Linked DNA regions of Rattus norvegicus: regions 2, 3 and 4 are each linked to region 1. The links are chromatin contacts, called in public Hi-C maps. All regions are on one chromosome and are shown on one strand. The core of a region is the stretch at or near the end of the contact, and the rest is flanking DNA. Distances in the headings are between cores, read along the strand shown. Region 1 holds the start of Crim1 (cysteine rich transmembrane BMP regulator 1). Region 2 holds the start of Fez2 (fasciculation and elongation protein zeta 2). Region 3 overlaps Fez2 (fasciculation and elongation protein zeta 2). Region 4 has its middle 34 kb from the start of Fez2.

Region 1 (3,266 bases), core at 547-3,046:
GTTCCTCGTTGGGCACCAAGACACTAACGTTTATTATGTGTTCTAATATTTGGTTTTGCTAAAGGAAAACCTAGCAAGTTGTAAATGACTTCACCTTGTACTTTTACAGGGCTACAGGGTATGAGGACCTTTTAGAGAGGACCATGGAAAATGTGCCACAAATGCCTGGAGAATAGTCACCTCAATGACAGCTTTTAAGCCCCAAGAAAATGGGGTGTTCTCCCCCTTTGCAGTGTTGACGTTTCCCTATGCTACCCCCATCTTCAACAACCAGTCTAATTAATGAAACATTTCCTCTCTTCAGTATAAATGTCTTTAGTTTTCTGATGCCATTGGTAGGGGAATGGCACACTGGTGACTTTGGCTTTTTCTGTTGATGATAAACCAAAATATTCAGCAGAAGTACACATCTGTCTGACACGGGCAAGATCCCAAAGGCACCTTTGTGTCCTTTCTCCTCACGCTGGTGCCATTCACTTTTGTTCATTAGTCATGATGCCCCTGATCTAACTGGCTGCCACCTATCTGCAGCAAGACCATGTCAGGCAGCCAAGCCCACATCACACCTGCCCCAACACTAGGCTGGTATTCACATATGATCCTAGTCACTTTTTTATTTTTTGGCTGTTATTGTGTAAGGGGGCACGGAGGAAACAAGGAAAGGACCACTGGTTCTCTCCTGATGAGCGATCAGAGCTGTCACTGGGAGAATCTCCTCTGAAATCTACTAAAGAGAAATCCTCCACACGTGTACAGTTCCTCTTCAGTTGTTTCTTGGCTTATAACAAAGAATATTTTACTACCCGCCTTCCTTATTAATACATTCGTGATAAATGTTTTAGAGAAGAATAATGGGAGGAGGGAAAGCACCCTCCTCTTTAGCTCGCGAGCCTGAAAAAAAAAATAAATAAAACTGTCAGGTGGCATGTAAGGGTGCCTAGGCGCTTCCAGCCTAGCGTCATGTCAAGACTTGTAATCCACTATTGAGCCTTTACTCCAGAGAGGATTAAGCTCTGTTACTTTCCAGTCACCCCTCCCATGATACAGCACCTCCACACAGACATACAGAAGGTGGATCGTTAAAATTCAATTCAAGCTGCAGCCCTTCCCAACATTGTCCCGGCTCAGAATGTTTACCTAGACCATTTAAAGCACTCAATCCCACCAGCAGTTTCGCTGGAGAAGTCTCCAGGTTCCCAAGACTCCATTACATAATATCTTTTACAAAGTCTATTCCCAGCTCCAGTGGAAGATGGATTCTCGTCCAGTTTGCGGAAATTCCACGCGTTCGCTTCCCTTTCCTGGGCTTCGATCCGGCCAGTGCCCAGCCTAGGCTGCAGCAACAGCTCTCGCTAGGATCCCCGCCACTCTCTCAACTCAAAACTACCACCCCGAGGTGCAGCCGTCCCGCCCCCGGTGCTCCAAAGCTAGCCCTGGTGGCCCGGTGTCGGCGGGGGATCGCGTCGCTACGACTGTCTCGGATCCCCGGCCGCAGCGCGCTCGCGGGGCTGGGGCCCGAGCCCGGATGATCGGCAGCAGGGCCGGCTTGGTATGCTGGGCTGCGGAGGAAGGAGAGGGGGAGGAGGAGGAGGCGTGGAGGGAGGAAGGGCCGGGGCAGCCCCGGAGGGAGGCGAGGGGGAGGGGAGGGGGCTGGCCGGCCCGAGGGTGGGGGGGCAGCCAATGAGCAGCGCGCGGCGCGGGGAGGGCGGGGGGGGGGGGATGAGGTAGGATGGGGGAGGGCGCAGCCGGAGCAGCGGAGGCTCCAGCCATAAACAAGCGCCCGGAGGAGCGGCGCGGGAGAGAGCCGAGCCGGGCGCAAGGAACGGACGCCACGGACCTTCTGCTGAGCCACCGCGCCCACTCGGCGGCTCGGGAGGCGGGGACCGGCCCGGAGGCTGCGCTGCCGTCGTCTTTCCCCGGCGATCAGGAGCAGCGCGGAGGACCAGAAGGAGCCACCAGCCCTGCTTCGGAGCGGTGCGCAGCCACCGCCGCCGCCAGAAGTTTGGGTTGAACCGGAGCTGCCGCGAGGAAACTTTTTTTCCTCTTTTTCCCCTCCCGCCCGGGAGGAAAAGGAGGAGGAGGGGAAGCCACCCGCCACTGCTGCCGCTGGCGCCAACGCTCGTGGGCTCCGGGTCGGCGCGGCCCGCAGGGGCGGCGGGGGCCTCGCCCCGAGAGGGGAGGAGCGCCCCGGGGGCCCCTAGTGGGGCACGAGGACCGCGGGCTGCGGGTGCGGCGGCGGCGCGTGTGCCCCGCGCAGGGGAGGGCGCCCGCCCCGCTCCCGGCCCGGCTGCGAGGAGGAGGCGGCGGCACAGGAGGATGTACTTGGTGGCGGGGGGCAGGGGGCTGGCCGGCTGCGGGCACCTCTCGGTCTCGCTGCTGGGGCTGCTGCTGCTGCTGGCGCGCTCAGGCACCCGGGCGCTGGTCTGCCTGCCCTGTGACGAGTCCAAGTGCGAGGAGCCTCGGAGCTGCCCGGGAAGCATCGTGCAGGGCGTCTGCGGCTGCTGCTACATGTGCGCCCGCCAGAGGAACGAGAGCTGCGGTGGAGCCTATGGGCTCCATGGAGCCTGCGACCGGGGGCTGCGCTGTGTCATCCGCCCCCCGCTCAATGGCGACTCCATCACCGAGTATGAAGTGGGCGTCTGCGAAGGTAAGGCTGCCCTGATGCGCTCCCCCTCCCACCTGGCCGGCACGGAACAAAGTTTGCTTGAGACTTTTCCCAGAGGAGAGGGGGATCCCGGGGAAGAGGGATCGTCGCTGTCCCCGGGAGGGTGCCCTAGATGCCTGCTCAGGGACAGGCGAGGTTGGGCTGCGTGGGTGAGCTCCTCTGAACCCGCATAGACACACACACACACACACACACACACACACACACACACACACACACACAGGTGCGGTGATTCGGGCTTACGCTGGGTGGCTCTTTCTCGCCCCAATCAGGGGTGCCCTGTGCGGGGAAACACTGCGGAGTCTGGCACGCGCGAGACCCTCGGGGAGTCCGCCCCTGCCGCCCTGCCCGCATAGCGCAGTGTGGCACCGAGGGCGTACGCAGTCCGCGCTGCCGGCTTCTGATAGCGGAGTAGACCTGTGCTCTAGCCTGCACTCCCTATATGACTCTTGTTTTTTCTTTGCGCTCTTCCTTCACCTCCTTTTCCTCCTTCGCGTAATAAATCAGTTTCAGCTCGGGAATATGTCAGTCCAGGCGAAGTTACACATGGTGATTACTCATTTATTTGCCTATTGGAAACGGTCAAAGGCTTACTCTTCTG
Region 2 (3,170 bases), core at 311-2,810, 220 kb after region 1:
CATAAAATGGAAGGGCCTTGGAACACAACTATTCCCCCATGTTTTCCTATGTCCTCTCTCTCTGCTCTCTCTTGATAAAGCTAATTCCTTTAGAAATTAAAACTTTTTAACCACATGAATCTTATCATAGTTCAAGAATTCCTCGCATGGTTTTGGTGCCTAAAAGCGCCTGGCACGAACACCAATGACCCCCGGGGACCCATGTTGTAGAAAAAGAGAGCGAACTGTGCAAGTGGTCCTCTGACTTCCAATGATGTGCTTGATGGGCTTGTATTACCCGTCCACAATCACACAAGTACTCACGCAAAATTATTAAGATGTAATAAAATGTTGTTGTTTTAATTCTCCCCACTAATGTCTAGTGTCTCCCTCCACCTCTGCAATGTTCTGGAAACCCGCTCTACCTATCACCTTCAGAGAGAGCTAGGACCTAAGAGTTTAGGACCTCCTCTCACCCTGCAAACAAAATACTCTAGCTCGCTGGCTCGAACCATTCTTTCTGCTAGCTTCTGATGCAAAACCATGGTACATAATTACAACTCTCATTTAAACAAACAATAACTGGGTTTAAAAGTGTTGGAATAAAGGGCTTTCATCAACCCCTGTGAATGTCCTCACTGAGGGTAATCACGGAGAAGACTGGAGCCATTGCTGCTGTGCACTGGCCTTCTGGGTACACTATGAGATGTCATTAGTAAGAGTTGCCCTTCGCTTTTTGCCTCTGTGACAGTTTGCTCTTGTGGGCCCAACAGACTTCTGGAACTTCAGTAGTACCTCACACCTTTGCACTCTACCTAACTTCCAGATCTCCATTAGGATTCAGTTTGCAGCTTGCTTTCTCTATGAAGTCTTCATTCGGACATCTCCTTTAAAATCTCCCATATCCGGTACAAATGCCTATCAAAGCACTCATTACACGCGCAAACTACGTGTTTAACCAACCTATGTCCCATACCACTTTGTGTCCTACTTGAGAGGAGCCATGGCCACTCCGGCATCCCCAGTGCCAAGCCCAGGAGCTTTAACAGAAGCGAGCTGACTGAATGAACTGACCCACAGTGCCCCAGAAGGCAGGGTCTCCTACAAGGAACCACATAGGGGTCTGCAAGAGGATTCAAGGGAAGGCAGGGCAGCAGCGGGCATTTAAACTCCTGCGGGCCAGGCCAGCAGCCCCGGGGCGGGGCTGGGAGCGGCGGAGGAAGAAGGAGGGCGCGGGGCGGGGCCTGTGCAGACTCCGGGCTGCGGCGGGGGCAGGGCGAGGTGGGGGCCGCTCCCGCCCGCTCCTGGGCCCGCACTCACTCGTCCCCTTGCAAGAGGCTGCGCTCCGTGATGGGCCGCACGGCCGCCCGCGGGGGGTCGGCGTCCGACGTGGGGCGGAAGCACAGGCTCAGCTTCTCCTCCAGGCTGGAAGCCAGCGCCGGGAAGCTGTCGCCGCCCGCGTGTGCCCCCGCTCCAGCCTCCGGGCTCGCGTTACAGTTCTCCTGGTCCCGGACACTCCCGGCCGGCTCCTGGAACTCATAGAAATCCTGCCAGTCCCCGTCTGCCGCCATCGCGCCGGCTGCCAGCGTGCGCCCCGCCCCAGTCAGACGGCCACGCCCTGTCGCTGTCAGGACACGCCCCATTGGTGCCGCCCACTCGAAACCACGCCCCCTCGTCCTCCAGCTCTTGGGCGAGCGACACCCAAGCTGACTTTAATCTTCTGAGTCTTCTGGAGCTGACCACCAGTTCTCAGGGAAAGGAAGACCTTAACTTAGTTGAGTCACTTCCTATGTTCTTGATCATTTGGAAATAACTTCCCTCAGCGTCCCTGTCTAAAAATGGCCAAAAGGAAGACTTCTTTAAACCTACTGTCAGATTTTTGCTCTGTGAGAACATTCCTGACACTCCATCTAGATTGACAAGAATTACTGGAAAATGTTTATATGGTACCGAAATTCATTCCATAAATGCATCTCTCCCACATGCAAAGCACATGCTTGCTGAATAATTATGTGAGCAGATATGCTCAAAGTACTTAGAAAATGCCTCAATAATAAATACTCACGTACTTGCTATATATGGACACTGCCTTTTTACTTACTGTAGCTGGAGCATTAAGACTTAGTGAAAATTAAATTTTGTAAAAGTGTGGCTGAGGCGTGGGAAGCTTTCGTTTCATGGAGCCAGCTTCTCTTTTATTTATTTTTTAATTTTTGCAAGATAAAATGACTTATGAAAGTAGAGAGTAGTGTCGGGTATGAATATGGCTAGGATTATAGTTTCATTACATTCATTGAACTACAAGAAAAATTAAGGAAAGTAGGTAAGTACAGTGCATGCCCAAAAGGGACAAAATCGTTATTTCGTCAAATGTGTCACTTAGGTGGGTAAAACATCTTTAAATAATATATCATAAAATATTTTGGGGTTGGGGATTTAGCTCAGTGGTAGAGCGCTTGCCTAGCAAGCACAAGGCCCTGGGTTCGGTCCCCAGCTCCGGAAAAAAAAAAAAAAAAGAAAATATTTTATATACACATATGATCATGATTTGTATAAAAATTTATTGTGCAACTCTATCCTGTGAGCTTGTTTTACATATAATTAAGTATAAACCGCCTTGCAAACAATACCTGCCCCTCCTCAGGCAAAAGGAAGTGCTGAGTGGCAAAGTGTAAGAAGCCATTCAATAGGAGACCCAGTTCCGCCCACGCTGTGGCATTGTGCCCTTCCACCCACCCTTTCTTTAGATTCTTTTGACTCAGCCTTTCTTAGAAACTATCCAGTTTCAAGTTTCTGTTCCCTTGTCCCTTCTCTCAGTATTTCCTATCAGAAGCCTTGTTCTCCTTCCTGATATTGCCCCATTCTTCCGCTAACTTCTAGCTTCCTACACTGCCACCAATCTGAAAAAAAAGAAACAAAAAAGAAACAAAAACAGAAACAAAAAAAACACTAGCTTCTGGTTTGCACAGTCCCCTGAGGCTCCAGAGGTGGAAGCCGGGCTCCTTGATCACGTGACACAGCCTAATTCGACAAACTGGCTCACTCAAACTTATTTATTTTATACCTATTTTATTTCCTACCAGCTCCCAGAGACCTTTATGAAAATGAACATGTGTGAAGAAAAGTTAGCTTGTATATGTACCAACAATAATTCAGGAAAATTAGGCCATGAATTTGAGGGCGGGGGAGGG
Region 3 (3,403 bases), core at 490-2,989, 180 kb after region 1:
AGCCAGGCCAATTGTACGTTATTCTTCTGCCTTGCAGGTTGAGGCAAGTGGAAGAGAGTAAGAGCTAGCATTCCACCATCGCCAAGGGCCTCCCTACCGGCTGCGAATGTCAGCGGGAACTGTCTGCTTTAGTAGCAATTCTCTCCTCCCTTGAGTGATGCACAAAAACTGAAGAATCTCTAGGCGTTTGGTGTTTTTGGTAAACTTCCTACATCTTACAGCGCTCTCATTCAGCCAGGACCTGACCTACAAGAGTGCCTTAGATAGTTTTCAAATAGTGAAAGATAATTCCAAATATATCCACCAATATATCCATTCCCATGTTTGTGACCCTCCCTTGAATTATGCAAAGCTCTAAATACAAACCAAGGTGCCACACACCCGACTCTGCCGTCTCACAGCACGTAACTCTTGATCCCTGATTCTTTACTTGGCTGACAACTGGGCTGGCTCACTGTACAATAGGCCCAACTTCAGATAAAAGAGGGAAAATGCGCTCTCTGCACATTTGACCTGAGAGTCTGTCTCATCTGGAAGGTAACAAGCTCTGGCCACATTGTCCTTAAAGTGAGCTCTTCTTTTCTAAATGTTTAGCAACAGTGTGCCATGTTTCAGGTCAGTTGTTTTCAGGATCATGCAAGCTAGTAAGTCAGTATATTAATATCTATTCCTTAAGGCTGGGCATGGAATCGGGGCCCTGAAACCTGCTGAGGAATGCAATTGTCTGCTGCCCAATCTAAACGCTTTCCCCCAAAGGGAGGCGCTGCTCATTCCTGTCCACACGCAGACAGAATGAGTCTGCACTTCTCCCCGCTCAGCCATGCTCTTACAAATTAGTAAAAGTGCCAGCTTTCAGGGCCCTCACAGAGCAAAGGAACAAGCAGAGGGTGAGGAAAATAAGGATCATGAGCACCTGTTTCTCTCCACCTGAGTTTCCAAAGGTGTGGCGGAGGCCATTCTGAATGACATTTGAGATCCCTTCCATGCTGAAGCGCTAAAGGCGGCAGTACATGACCCAGGAAGAACAGGACAGAGAGAGAAGTTCAGAGACGATTAGTAGAATGTTCCATGATGGCTTTCTGTGCCCAACAGACAAGCAGTTAGAAAATGCCACGGTTACTCATTCTCGTAAAGCAGACAGAATCATGCTCTTCCGTTCCCGTGTGAGCCCAATGCGAAACCGACTGTTTGTCGGCCGCTATACCCACGGAGAGCTTTCCTGCTCTAACTCATAGGCTTGTTCCGACTTGTAAATGTCAGCCCTACCGTTATTTTATTTAAAAGTTTACCACACAATTCTTAAGATACATTTTGATACTGCTTGTCTACATCTTATCGGAAGCCTGAAAACTTAATCCTTCCCAGCTTGCCTGTTCTGAGCTGAGGTCTGTCTCTCCGCCATCAGTCTGGGGAGATGAACCTGACATTTGGCAGATGAACGTGCTGCTTCTCAAACTACCAACCGCTCCCACTCACTCTACGGGCACCTGCCATCGCCTTGCTGCCGAGAATGTGAATTGGAACACGGCATATGCTTCCCGGGGAGCAGAATGGATCCCGCTTCACCAGCCTAGAAAACAACTGCCACTTAGTTCTCCTGACGACGTCTAAGACTCCATAGAGTTCACTCACTACACTCTCTTCCCTTTTGATGACTTATCTTGATTTGTAAGCAGCCCGCAGCCACACGTATCATCGTCGAGAGGCACACTGGCAACTTTAGCAGCTGAATCAAAGGCAGCAGAGATTCTTGGAGCATGACTAACCAAAGGAAAGGCTCCTGAGGAAGCTGCACTCTGAGTCACCGGATGGTACTTTTCCCTGGAATTTCAGGGGGAAAGTTGAACCAGTAAACACTGGTTAGGCTGAAGGAGTAAACTTAAAGGCATCTTCCCGGTCCTCAGGAAGCCACGGAAATGTTCTCTGCTCCCAACAATGTATACGCTGGTCCCAGTGATCTCAAAGTGTGGCCCAGGCACAACCTGAGAGACACTGAAATTCTCCTAGAGGAACAGGACCTCAAACTTACCTTACTATTATTAAGATGTGGCTGGTCTTCCTTCTAAACTACTGCTGTGACTAACCATGCACAGTATTAGGCTTCATACGATTTCTTTCATGCACATCATGTACTTTGGCCATATTCACCACCCCGATTCAGACTACCACAGCGGACACTGTGATATTCCAAAGAGCAGAGGCGGAGCGGAGACTCACGTCCTTCAGCTCCGCCATACATCAACAAGACTGACACAAACAAACACCAATGACATTTTTCTAACCAACCTTCCAAGTTATATTCTATGAAAACTTACCATTTATATAGGAATTAATAATTTAACTTTGATAGTTTGAATGAATTAATCTTTTATTAGTTTTAACCTTTAACACAGTAAATATTGACCAGTTCAATTATGCATGAGTATGCTCTGAGACCCTCAATAAATATTGAGGGTGTAAAGAAATCCTGATTAACAAAGAGGGTTACCCTGAAGGAAGCAGACTACTAGGGTCTGGCCCAGCCGCACCAGGCAACCAAGGCACTGTTGGGAATGAGTCCACCCACACTGGCCTTGTGGGAGTTGTTCTGTATGCCTCTCCTACCCTCCTGCCCCACCTTTTCGAGACCCAGACCCATACACAGTTTTATGTTGGTGAGACTCATGACTTGGCCAACAGACTTCCAGGGTCCCTCACTTTGCTGAGAATATAACTATTACTTTTGATGGAAGAGACTCCTTTTATAAGAGAAATCTAAATAACATAACTCTTTCTGTGGATTCTTCACACACCACCATGTCATAATTTGTTCCTTGTTTATAAAACAGGTTACCCAAAGACATCACAGGTTCCAGAGCCAACAGTAAAGATGATTTTCAAGTAAACGAATCAGCTCATTAGTTAAACTCATGCCCTTGGAAAAGGACAAGAAAGAACGCTTGCTTTCAGTCGGTATCACCTGGCTCCGTCATCTGAGGAAATGAGAAAGCTCGATGCAAACTGGGAAAACCTCAGCTGGATAAAGAAGTCAGAGCTCACACAAGAAAACTATTTGGGAAGGACAGTCCAAATTCATTAGCTTAATTTTCCCAATCAAAAAACTAATTAGAACCACTAAAGATGAAAGAACAAAAACAAGAAAGAAGAATGCACATTCGTAAGATGCATATGCAATTTCGGTTTTCCTTAGGCACACAGACGTGAGCACTGCTGGACTATCTCGACTACAAGAAACTTGGCTGTTTGTGAGAGATGGTGTTCATGTCATCAGAATTCAGAATTCTAGCCTGAGACATAGAAGTGAAAAGGCAACCCCAGGACATCAGAGCAAGCTGGAACACACAAAACCATCTACTGATGCTAGCTGGAGAGGCTGACGTTCAAGTTTCTCAATGCATCCACT
Region 4 (3,315 bases), core at 561-3,060, 250 kb after region 1:
GTGAAAGATCTCTGGGCATTTTCTGATGGTGTCACATTTCAAAAGCCTGGTGCTCAAGTAGGACGACCTCCCCCACCCCATGGTCTCCAATCAGGACACCTATGAGTCCTGACCCAGCTCTGTCACTGGATGTGAGTATCCAAAAGCAGGGCGCTTAATCTCTTGAAACTCTAGCCTGTTCGCCTGGAGAATGATCTCAGCTCATTTGTTAAAAATACAACATTTTTCGGTGCTTTGAGAATTTGACATGTGCTTATATTGTACTTTGATTGTATCCACTTAGGTCTACTCCCCAACCTTCGCCCCTTCCCAACCTTGTTCCCTTTTTTGTTGTCTTTGTGACCCGCCCTATCCTATACTCCCCAGTATGAGACCACTCACTGGAGCTTGGCTGACCCGCCATGAGTCACACCCTTAAGGAAAACTGACTGTCCTTCCCTGAGAAGCCACCAACCGTCAGGTCAGCAGCTCCTCAGCTAGTGGCGAGAGCTCACAGGTTCCTCTCCAATGAAGCTGGAGTGTTGACGAGATTGATCTTGCACAGAAAAGTTTTTCTTTTCCTGTTCATATTATTGAAAGAATTGTATTTCTTAAACCAGCCTTACCAACATAAACACTATATAAAGTTCATGGTTAGCAAAACGCCCTGAACAAAAGCAGCTTAGGGAAGGAAGGGGTCTATGTGGCTTACACTGGCTGACACGGGCTGGTCATATGAGAGCGTGCGCTCGATTCTGATTATTTGCTTCAACAATCATCTTACTACACTGATGTAATTAGGCCCTTCTTCTCCTACTTCCTTTTCCTGTGCACTGGATCCTCAAAAGATCTCTTCCAACAGTTTTATAGCAATCTGAGCCTTTTTTTCCTTTCTTACCCCATAAGAATGTACCCATAAGAACCCAGCATAATAATGTTAAGCGGCAGTTACCGTCTACTGTCTCTTTTGTGTGATCATCATGGAAACTCTAAGCAGCCCAAAGGTGTCGTTTTTATCTGGACTGAAAGGAAACTGATACACTGAGGACTGGGAGGTTTCCTAGAGTCCCACAGCTGCTCAGAACAGAGAGGATCATCTCCTCCAAACTTACAAATGCTCTTCCAGCTCAACTGATAGAAAGTCGGAAGGAGTGGGGTGGAAGGAGGAGGGAAAGGGAAGGAAGGGAGGGGGAAAGGAAGAAAAAATACTAGAAAAGAATAAAAAAAAAAACCTCAGAGAATATGATTATCACCATTCCTTGGAACAAATGTAAGTGTATTCAGACCCATGGAAAGTATATAGCATTGTAATTCATATTATCTGCTTTATTGTTTCAGGGCTGATAGAAACCATTATTCTTGCTTTCATCGTTACAATGTTTCTCTCCGGGTCTATTTAGGAAGCGCAGCCCGGAGGCAGCTGGCCAATCTGTATCCTGAAGTTAGATACTGGATCCTGTGTCAAGGGCCGGGCAGGCAGCATGTGGCTCAAGGTCAGAGCATGCCTAAGACCAGCCCAAAGGCTCAGGGCCCAATAGAGGTAAAAGCTAATTCATAAATTCCGCAGCAATAAATCCTGTCTCAGCTTCTAAATAACCCATTCTATTTTCAAGTGAGGTCAAGTTAGGAAGCTGAATTCAGGACAAGAAAGATCCAATAATATTCTTGGCTGGAAATCCTGCCATTCACCAACAGGTCACATACCTACCAAGCTCTCCAGTTTACCTCAAGTCATGACCATTTTGGGGAAGGTATGATGTGTGTCTAAAGCCTCAGCTTTGCTCCTAAGGCTCTGGTGCCCCCACCAGGAGCTGCGGGCAGTTGATTCTCTATGGAGGTAACTGTTCTGCAAGGGTTGCCTCAGCCTCAGCTCAGCGGCTGCCAAGAGACTTTACATATCTGTTGACAAGCAGGAAGCTGCTAGGTCCCAGACTGAATGTTTCTTCAAGGTTATTTAAGAGTTGCTACAACTCCAGGACTTTGTTTCATGCAAAGAGCTAAAGGACAGGGAGAGCCTTATTCAGTTAGAGAGAGCTAGGAAATAACTGGTACTTAAACATTCTTTCCACTATGACGATCTTCAGTACTTGGACAATAACTGTGTAAGTTTATTTGACTTCAAGAATCTTACCCATGCCCTAAGACCCTTCTATGGAGAAGCACACTTGTACCTCCCCACCACGGACCCCCCTCCCCCCATCCAGCTTCTGAAATACAAGTCTGGTAGACAGCGTCTGCCTCTCATTTAAGACCAGTTTGCCAAAAAGTAAGAGAAGACTATTTATCAGCTAAAATTATGAGGTGTTGCTCTTCCTCTTTGGTTTTCAAAAATAAACATCTACTAATAGACATGCTAATGTAGAAAGGGAGGACCTCCCTGGTCCCCACCCCTAGACAAAGAACTACAGCAACTGCCAAGAAGGGAGAACCCAGCCTCCTCAGGAGTGAGGCCCCTAGTAGGTTATCCTGTACCAAGCAGTCAGCCCTGACATCATCATATACACAGAAGCAGCACTAATGGGTTCAGTAGGGTGTGCATGCATGGATGCTTGTGAGTGAGAGTGTGTGTGTGTGTGTGTGTGTGTGTGTGTGTGTGTGAGAGAGAGAGAGAGAGAGAGAGAGAGAGAGAGAGAGAGATCAAAGAAAAAGAGGCCATGAATTTGGGAGTGGGAAGAACATTAGAGGACTGAGAGGGAAGAAGAGGAAGGGAGGGAGTGATGCAATATATTTTCATTCTAAGAGGGTTACCAACTCTAAAATATAACCTTTTCTATGTTCATTTCTTTCTTAACCACCTCCCGTATGCGGTATAGTGTTCATTTTTGTTTTGTAGAAGTTATGTTGACAACTTTCTCTCCTTGTAAATCCGAAACTCTTTGCCACTTACACAAAGGTTTTGTTTTCCCCTCTTCCCCATCCTGGGCATCGCTGTTTTGCTTTCTAGGAGTCTGAGTATTCACGCAGTGGCCATGGAGGCCAGAGAGGAGTCAGAGCCCATGAAACTGGAGTTACAGATGGTTATGAGCTGTCACGTGGGTGCTGGGGATCAAAGGTGGGTCCTCAGGACCAGCAGCCAGTGCTGCTAGAGGGGTCTCTCTAACTCACGAGGTAATGTCACGAATTTGGGAGGATCGGACCATATAACGCAAGTCTTCCTGGGACTGGATTAGCATAGAGCTGTCATACTTCATCTTGTAGCACGTGGGAGGATCACTAATATTTCACAGTATCTGCAAGCCATGCTTTGTTTATTTGCCTCTTGGCGGGCATTCAGGGTGCATCAACCTCATGGCTATTTTAACACCGAGATGTGAGTATACCAAGTCTCTCAGAAAT

Evidence for each region. A called contact is a pair of places that touch in the nucleus more often than the background predicts.
Region 2: a Hi-C map of the A7r5 cell line shows a contact between it and region 1, with 2.1 times the contacts expected there. The contact joins the promoter of Fez2 here to the promoter of Crim1 in region 1. A contact is called at or near these places in 5 of 12 Hi-C or Micro-C datasets (the A7r5 cell line, frontal cortex, hepatocytes and 2 more) and 1 of 1 datasets of contacts at active chromatin or transcription factors (oligodendrocytes).
Region 3: a contact with region 1 is called in a Hi-C map of the A7r5 cell line, with 2.7 times the contacts expected there. The contact joins the enhancer-like site here to the promoter of Crim1 in region 1. A contact is called at or near these places in 2 of 12 Hi-C or Micro-C datasets (the A7r5 cell line and the Rat2 cell line).
Region 4: a contact with region 1 is called in a Hi-C map of the A7r5 cell line, with 5 times the contacts expected there. The contact joins the enhancer-like site here to the promoter of Crim1 in region 1. A contact is called at or near these places in 12 of 12 Hi-C or Micro-C datasets (the A7r5 cell line, the Rat2 cell line, Schwann cells and 7 more) and 1 of 1 datasets of contacts at active chromatin or transcription factors (oligodendrocytes).

Annotation. Positions count from the first base shown.
Region 1 is chr6:22,620,946-22,624,211 of GRCr8, reverse strand. It overlaps Crim1 (cysteine rich transmembrane BMP regulator 1), which reads left to right and starts at 1,796. Exons shown (of 17, transcript NM_001169103.1): 1 at 1,796-2,647. The coding sequence starts at 2,317.
Region 2 is chr6:22,405,187-22,408,356 of GRCr8, reverse strand. It overlaps Fez2 (fasciculation and elongation protein zeta 2), which reads right to left and starts at 1,560. Exons shown (of 8, transcript NM_001414905.1): 1 at 1,300-1,560. The coding sequence starts at 1,550.
Region 3 is chr6:22,435,952-22,439,354 of GRCr8, reverse strand. All of the region lies in intron 5 of Fez2 (fasciculation and elongation protein zeta 2), which reads right to left. Among named protein-coding and RNA genes, the nearest start is that of Fez2, 31 kb to the right of the region's middle. Within about 2 kb of position 1,739, at least 23 of the 93 cell types and tissues checked have an H3K27ac peak or open chromatin away from gene starts, as enhancers often do. A contact at or near this core is called in the A7r5 cell line, where this site is marked.
Region 4 is chr6:22,371,241-22,374,555 of GRCr8, reverse strand. No RefSeq gene overlaps it. Among named protein-coding and RNA genes, the nearest start is that of Fez2, 34 kb to the left of the region's middle. Within about 2 kb of position 1,810, at least 5 of the 93 cell types and tissues checked have an H3K27ac peak or open chromatin away from gene starts, as enhancers often do. A contact at or near this core is called in the A7r5 cell line, where this site is marked.